2 separate regions of the Zea mays genome follow, and region 2 is linked to region 1. The links are chromatin contacts, called in public Hi-C maps. All regions are on one chromosome and are shown on one strand. The core of a region is the stretch at or near the end of the contact, and the rest is flanking DNA. Distances in the headings are between cores, read along the strand shown.

Evidence for each region. A called contact is a pair of places that touch in the nucleus more often than the background predicts.
Region 2: a contact with region 1 is called in a Hi-C map of ear, with 1.9 times the contacts expected there. The contact joins the enhancer-like site here to the promoter of LOC542015 in region 1. A contact is called at or near these places in 5 of 25 Hi-C or Micro-C datasets (ear, leaf and tassel).

The regions. Positions count from the first base shown.
Region 1 is chr10:124,410,980-124,414,197 of Zm-B73-REFERENCE-NAM-5.0, forward strand. It overlaps LOC542015 (somatic embryogenesis receptor-like kinase 1), which reads right to left and starts at 1,560. Exons shown (of 11, transcript NM_001111662.1): 1 at 1,467-1,560. The coding sequence starts at 1,551.
Region 2 is chr10:124,641,923-124,645,140 of Zm-B73-REFERENCE-NAM-5.0, forward strand. No RefSeq gene overlaps it. Among protein-coding and RNA genes, the nearest start is that of LOC100383187, 50 kb to the left of the region's middle. Within about 2 kb of position 1,494, at least 15 of the 20 cell types and tissues checked have an H3K27ac peak or open chromatin away from gene starts, as enhancers often do. A contact at or near this core is called in ear, leaf and tassel, where this site is marked.

The DNA.
Region 1 (3,218 bases), core at 310-2,809:
CAGATCTTTTATTTCGGCAGACAATACATTTTTCAATAGGTAGAAAAGAGTATCAAATGTTAAGCATCATGGATTCAACACATAATATGACTAGCATCAAGAGCACTCTTTTTATTTTGACTTATGCAGATCTTTTACTTCGGCAGACAATACCCTTTTCAATAGGTAGAAAAGACTAGAGTATCAAATGTTAAGCATCATGGATTCAACACATAATATGACTAGCATCAAGAGCACTCTATATTCAGCAGCTTACTCATCCACATCTCTTATTTCAAACTTCACTCTATAAACAGTGTAGTCTACAGTGCAAAAAAACAGTGTTTTGCACGGTCATATGCACGGTCTGCTGTCCTTACAAAGGTTCAGTTACCTTGGTGGTATCATATTTTAATCATGAGTACATACCCAAATGTACTATCCATTTCAAGGATTCAGACACCAGGTAAAAACCATTAGCATTTTAAGACAACATGGTTTCTTTCAACACATGTACTGGGAAGAATGATAAAAAAATATTCTATAAACAATGCACTCTTAATGATTAAACCATGCTTTCCGATTCTTCGCAATTAGTTCGCAAGACATTTAGTTTTAAGAAAGTAACGTACGCATTAATTTTTTCGTTATGCAGCCTCAGTTCATTCTAAATGGCACCACTTTATTTAAATAGCAAGTACAGGTTGTTCGTTAACAATTTACCGTTAATATATCAGTGCATATCTACGATGCCAGAACAAATTAATTAGGAATTTGTAACTAAGTACCAACCCAAACAGCAAAGGTTCGGTAATCAGAATTTCTTTCCTCCAGCTTCCATGAGTACTAATGTGCTATCTTTAGCCAAATAAACAAAAACAATCATCTTAGTTCAGATGCAATGGTGAAACAGAATGGAAATTTACTGTGTAGTAGTGAATGAAAGGCCAAAGTTTTGCATCAGGAAAAAAAACCCTGCATATGCACCTTCATAGAAAAAAAAACTTGAAGGAAACAATTTTGACAGAGCCTAAAATAGTTCCTTTGGAATATCGAGGCCCAAAATAGTTCTAGACGCTGACATGAGTAGAAAACAGAATCTACACTTCTGTGCATAGGCTGCATTTGTTCCGGAACGAGTTTTGTGCAATCGCCTTTCCAGATGTAACAGGGTAAGTCATGTCATACAAACATTGCTGCATAGTACAAAATGACAAAAACACCAGGAGAGACAAACACCCCGCGCCCCCAAAGCAATCGGTCAAAGCGCTGGAAATGAGAACTGTAGGCTACCGTTTCATCCCCTGTTTAGTCCCCGCCCACCAACAGAGGCTTGCAGAACGATAACAAACACTAGGTTTCTGGACGACATCCCCAGATTTTCAGCCATTATCGCCCCCTAGAAGGGAATTCACTCGCTGTGGGCAACTCGTCAAGCCTTGAAGAAAACAAAACACAAATTGCATGAAGCAGTGGCATACGCATACCCTCCGTGTTGGCGACAACCGGGATCACGCCGACCACCACCGAAAATACCACCGCCGACCACCACCACCTCAGCGACGCCGCCATCCCGCCGACGCCCGACCCGCCTCTCGGTAGCCAAAACCGCGCGCGCGCAGGTTGCCACAGCGCCACCCCTGAGCTGACGACGCCGCCAGGACCTCCCTCAGCTTCCGCCGCCGTCGGGACACATCGGTCACCGATACTCTCCGACGGGAGGCGAGAGATTTCTCTCCCTATATTTTTTTACCTTGTGTTTTTTTTTTCAGCTCGGGGGTTTTAAAAACTTGGCGAGGCTTGCGTGTGGAGGCCGACCCAAAAATGTTCCACTGGTAAACGCGGGACTTGCGAGGGGGAGGAGATCACAGCTACGCCGCGTTATCCGGGTAACTTTACTGACAGGTGGGGTCAAATAGGTAAGTCCCACATGTCGGACGGGGAAACCTATCCGTCCGGTGCGGGGGTTCGTTTGCTTGAGTTTGAGTGCGATGCGACTATGCGAGGGCTGCGGGAAGGTGACGGCGCTGACGTGGGCGTGATGGAGGTGTTGGGGATTCCGTGGACGCGGTCCTCGTACACTCGTCTCCAGATCACTCATTCATCACTTGATCGAGGAAGCTTGTGTCTTTTTTTCTGAAGGGCTTATTCAGAAAATTCCGTTTCTTTTCTTCTACCATTTCGGCGTTTCTAAGGAAAAGGTGACAAGGGTGTGATCGTCACACATTGCATTTTTCCCTCTACGATCTGCGACCCGAGTACCCGACGATCGGTATGGTTAAGGACAGATCTAGAATTTTCTCATGTCCCATGTCCCGAGCTGAGACTACTAAATTTTCTTCTGTTCTTTTTATCTTGACTATTTTCAACTAGATCAAATATGTACTTATATACAGTTAATTGGATCATACCCTCGATTTCTTTTTATCTTGACTATTTTCAACTAGATCAAATATGTACTTATATAAAGTTAATTGGATCATACCCTCGATCACAGACCGGGTAGCTCGGGTGTAGATCCACCCCTGGGTATGATTAACGAATTTTGGATCAATTCGGCCTCAAAATCATTATTGTTATTTTGTTTATTATCAAATATACTTTATATATGACTTACTTTTTTGATTTTTCATTATTTTTTGATAAGATAAGTGGTTAAGTTTAGGGTTAAAAAGTCAAACAAATTATATTTTTAAACTAATGAAGTATTATGTAATATCGCATTCGGGGGAGTGCCACGTGTTACCAAAGGTGTACATAATTTGAAAAGAATCAAAACAATCCATGTTTGAAACACATTCATCCGTGCGCGTGTGTAAATTGTAACCTCGTGTAGATACGGTTCTTACGAAACTTCGGTTGTCGCTTGATAATGTACCGCATAGCAATGCGTTCATAGTTTCATACACACACTCGGGTACATGTTGTGTCGCCGTGCAAATTTAGCACCGTTTGAACTTCTCGCAAAAACATGGATTATCGGGTATGTGAACTGCGGTTACCAATAGGAAACATGCCATCTAGAGAGCCTTTCGTGAGCACTATCGGTTTGATTGGTTGTTGACAGCCTCTGCGACTAGCTTGCACGGGTCTGCACGGTTGAGACGCTCATGTTTGGCTTCTTCACACATGCAGGCTAACGAATGTAAAAAAAGCCTTGCCTGGCTCTGGCACTGTTGTGCAGGCAACCAATCAAAGACACAAACACGGTCAACGCATACGGGAACTCTAGGCGCTAG
Region 2 (3,218 bases), core at 244-2,743, 230 kb after region 1:
GGTGCTGTTTCAGATTTCTAAAACTGAATTTTCAGTGACTTTGGCTGTAAATTGAGGTACCATAACTTTTGTTCTATATGATTTCAACCATGAGTTGCTATACAAAATAGGTAGAGTTATAAATAGAGAATAATTTTTGTTAAGGGAGAGTGGTCTGTTGCTATGAATAATTGGGAGATAAGGGGGCTGAACTGGGAGGAATGGAATGGAGCAGCAACACTAATAAGTTTGGTTCGGTGTCTGGTTTAGTCACTAAAGAATTGTTAGTTGACTGAATTTGTCTCAGTTTGGACAGGCGGCTGTTTGCTTGCTTGTTTCCTGTGTGCTCGGTGTGGGTAGCAAAAAGAGGCAAAAGTTTGAGTGCAGGTTCTGGTGGCCAAAGCTGAATCAAGATACGAAGAAATGGAAAGATATCAGCCCCACGATTGTGCTGACATTGCTTGGTTGATTTGGTTAGAGAGTTGCCTGGGACTTTCTGGCGCCTGGTAAAGTGGAGTCGAGCTGAGAAGCTTCAGGTCCTGGAGAGGTTCAAAGTATCTGTGGTGGAGTCCGTAGTTGCCTGGTCACTAGTTGCGTTGCCTGCCCAAGCTCGATGCCTTGCTGTGCCTATAAACCTGTGTGGTGCCTGAGAGGGAAGCCACATGCTCAAACCCAAGCAGCTGCTGCCTGCTGGCACCTTTGGGGTCGTTCCTTACCGTGGAAAAATCGAGCTTGGCCAGCGCCTGGTTCTTTATCTTGTTATTACTTGCGGGCAGTGTAGTGAAGCTCTCCACTACCCCACTCGCTAGTCCTATTCACCGTGTGCCTCTAGGGTTCACATCTTCATGTTGGAGTTAGTCCCAGCCACACCGTCTGTTCTGCTTAGTCCCCTCACATCGTTGTCCCTGTGTCGTGTGGCCGCACCGCCGGAGGTCCACCTCACCTCGGTTAGGGCTCTTCGGAGGTCATCTCAGCTGAACTGTGCACATTCCTTGTTCCTCACAGGTCAGTGAAGCTCCTAAAGTTGGTATTCCTAACTCTACTATTGTGTGTTGCATAAAACGAGGTCGCGCCGTCACAGCTTGGCGCCGTGGACAGCTTCCCCGCCGACCCATCAACCCATGTTGTCTCTGGTTGTTTTCACGTGAGCACCATGATATTGTTAGGTCGCTGAGGCTCTCTGTGTCCATAGTTAGAGCTCTACCGTGTGGAGACCGCGGGATCGGGCTCGTCGGACCCAAGGTTCGGCCGCCACCGCGGCCAGAGGCGATATTGGTCTCTTCGATCCGATTAACCAAGGGGAAGTGATGGGGTCGGTTTGGGTGACGGGTAGGTATGCTCATTCTCGTCGGAGACGATCGCCTCCGGTGGCTCTGCATGGTATTTGATCGGCATTCGTCGGAGTAGGGTCGTGGCCGGGAAGTTATAAATGAGCAGAAGGCAAAGGACTTATGTGCATTCGTCAGCGAGACAGACAAACAGTGACGAGGGATCGGGATTGATTAGTCATGGCGACAGGGTTCTCTGCGCAAAATGGGCATGAGGGCGTAGGTCGCGCGGACGACGCGTGTGATCCTACTAGTCTTGGGTCGGATCAGACTAGAGATGACAATGGGTACCCGCGACCTAATACCCGATGGATATTTACTTCATTAGGGTATATATGTGGGCTAAATATTCTACCTGTTGGTCTATTCTTGAACAAAAATCTTCATCCAATGGGTAAATGGGTATTAGAACATTCACCTTCATCCATACCCATTAACCCATGGGTATAAAATACTCAATATAAACTTAGCCCAAGCATGAACTTAGACTTTAGTCGTCCATCTTTTTTACTATTTAACAACCTTTTAGGCCATAATGTCATAGAAGGCTTAACGACAATTTAATGACCATGTAATGGAACATGTAATGTGCTATGTAGTACTGTCCTAGTGTTACTACTTTATCTAATTATCTTTGGTGTGTTGAATGGATGGTTAAATGATGCTAGAAATTTTGTAATGTTATTTAGATGGATATACTTGACATTTGTATAATATAATATTTTGATAGCTGTTTAATTTTTGTGGGTACGGGTGACCCATACCCACATGGGTATGGGTATGGGGGTAAATCCATACCCACCAGTATATAAGGGTGACCCGATAGAGTTATTTTTTTGTCGTAGGTATGGTTATGGGGTAGTAATACCCGGTAAGTATTTAACCGTTGCCATCTCTAGATCAGACTGAATGCCGTCCAATACTGTTTAGGTTTTGTCCTTTTCATTTCGCTGACAACTTGTAAAATATGCTAAAAGTTATAGGAAAAATGCAAAAATGTGGAAACTAGTTTTCCTGGGTACATAAAATCACAAATTTTCGATAAAAAACCAATGTTAGGATATTTGCAACAGATAATAAATTTTAGGTAATTAAAAAGTGCTCTACGAAGGCTTAAATGAATTTTAGAAATAAAAATATAGTTCCAAAAATTATGAAAATGTTTGGGTAACTTTATTTTGGTCAGCTAAGCATATGGTAAAAATTTGGGGCTGTTTGGAAGCCAGTTTCTCAGGAAGCTTTGTAGGGTCCAAAATAGAAAGGTTAAATCCTTAATAAAAGTGGATTTAGTGCTTTGAAAAGGAGATAAGTTTATCTAGGAAAGAGATGCAGTTTTTAAGAAGTTTTAAGCTTTTAGATGAGATCTAATATGGATTAGTTCTCTGGTTTACCTAAGTGAATCCGATTTGGCCACTATTAGTAAGTGTTGGTGGTGTAGAACCATGTGTATACTTGTCATGTGTTTTAGTTTGTATTATTTATGTTTCCCACCTCTCCTTGTGAGAGTTTGCATTTCATATCATTACATAAGCATACATGTAATTGACTTGTAGAACACCTAGATGAAGTGGTGTTTGAAGGAGGAGTCTACTCCAGTGTCTGCTGATCAAGTGGAGGAGCCATCTAACGGGTTATTGGGTAGAAAGGTCTTAAGCCTCTTTATTGCAACAAAGGCAAGCCCCGGTGCATTTACCCCTTCCTTCTACTTTAAAAAGACTTTTATACACTTAAGTCTAGTGAAATGTGCATTAAGTTTATAGGAATTTGTCGGAGAGGAAATTCTCCGGCCGGGTGGCGGAGTGCACCCGCCCTAAGTCCTAAGATGCGAAGGGGGCTTAAGCGTTTTGCCTGTTGGAGATTGAAGGGATGAACACAAGAACACACAAGGGTTTAGAGTGGTTCGGGCCGCTG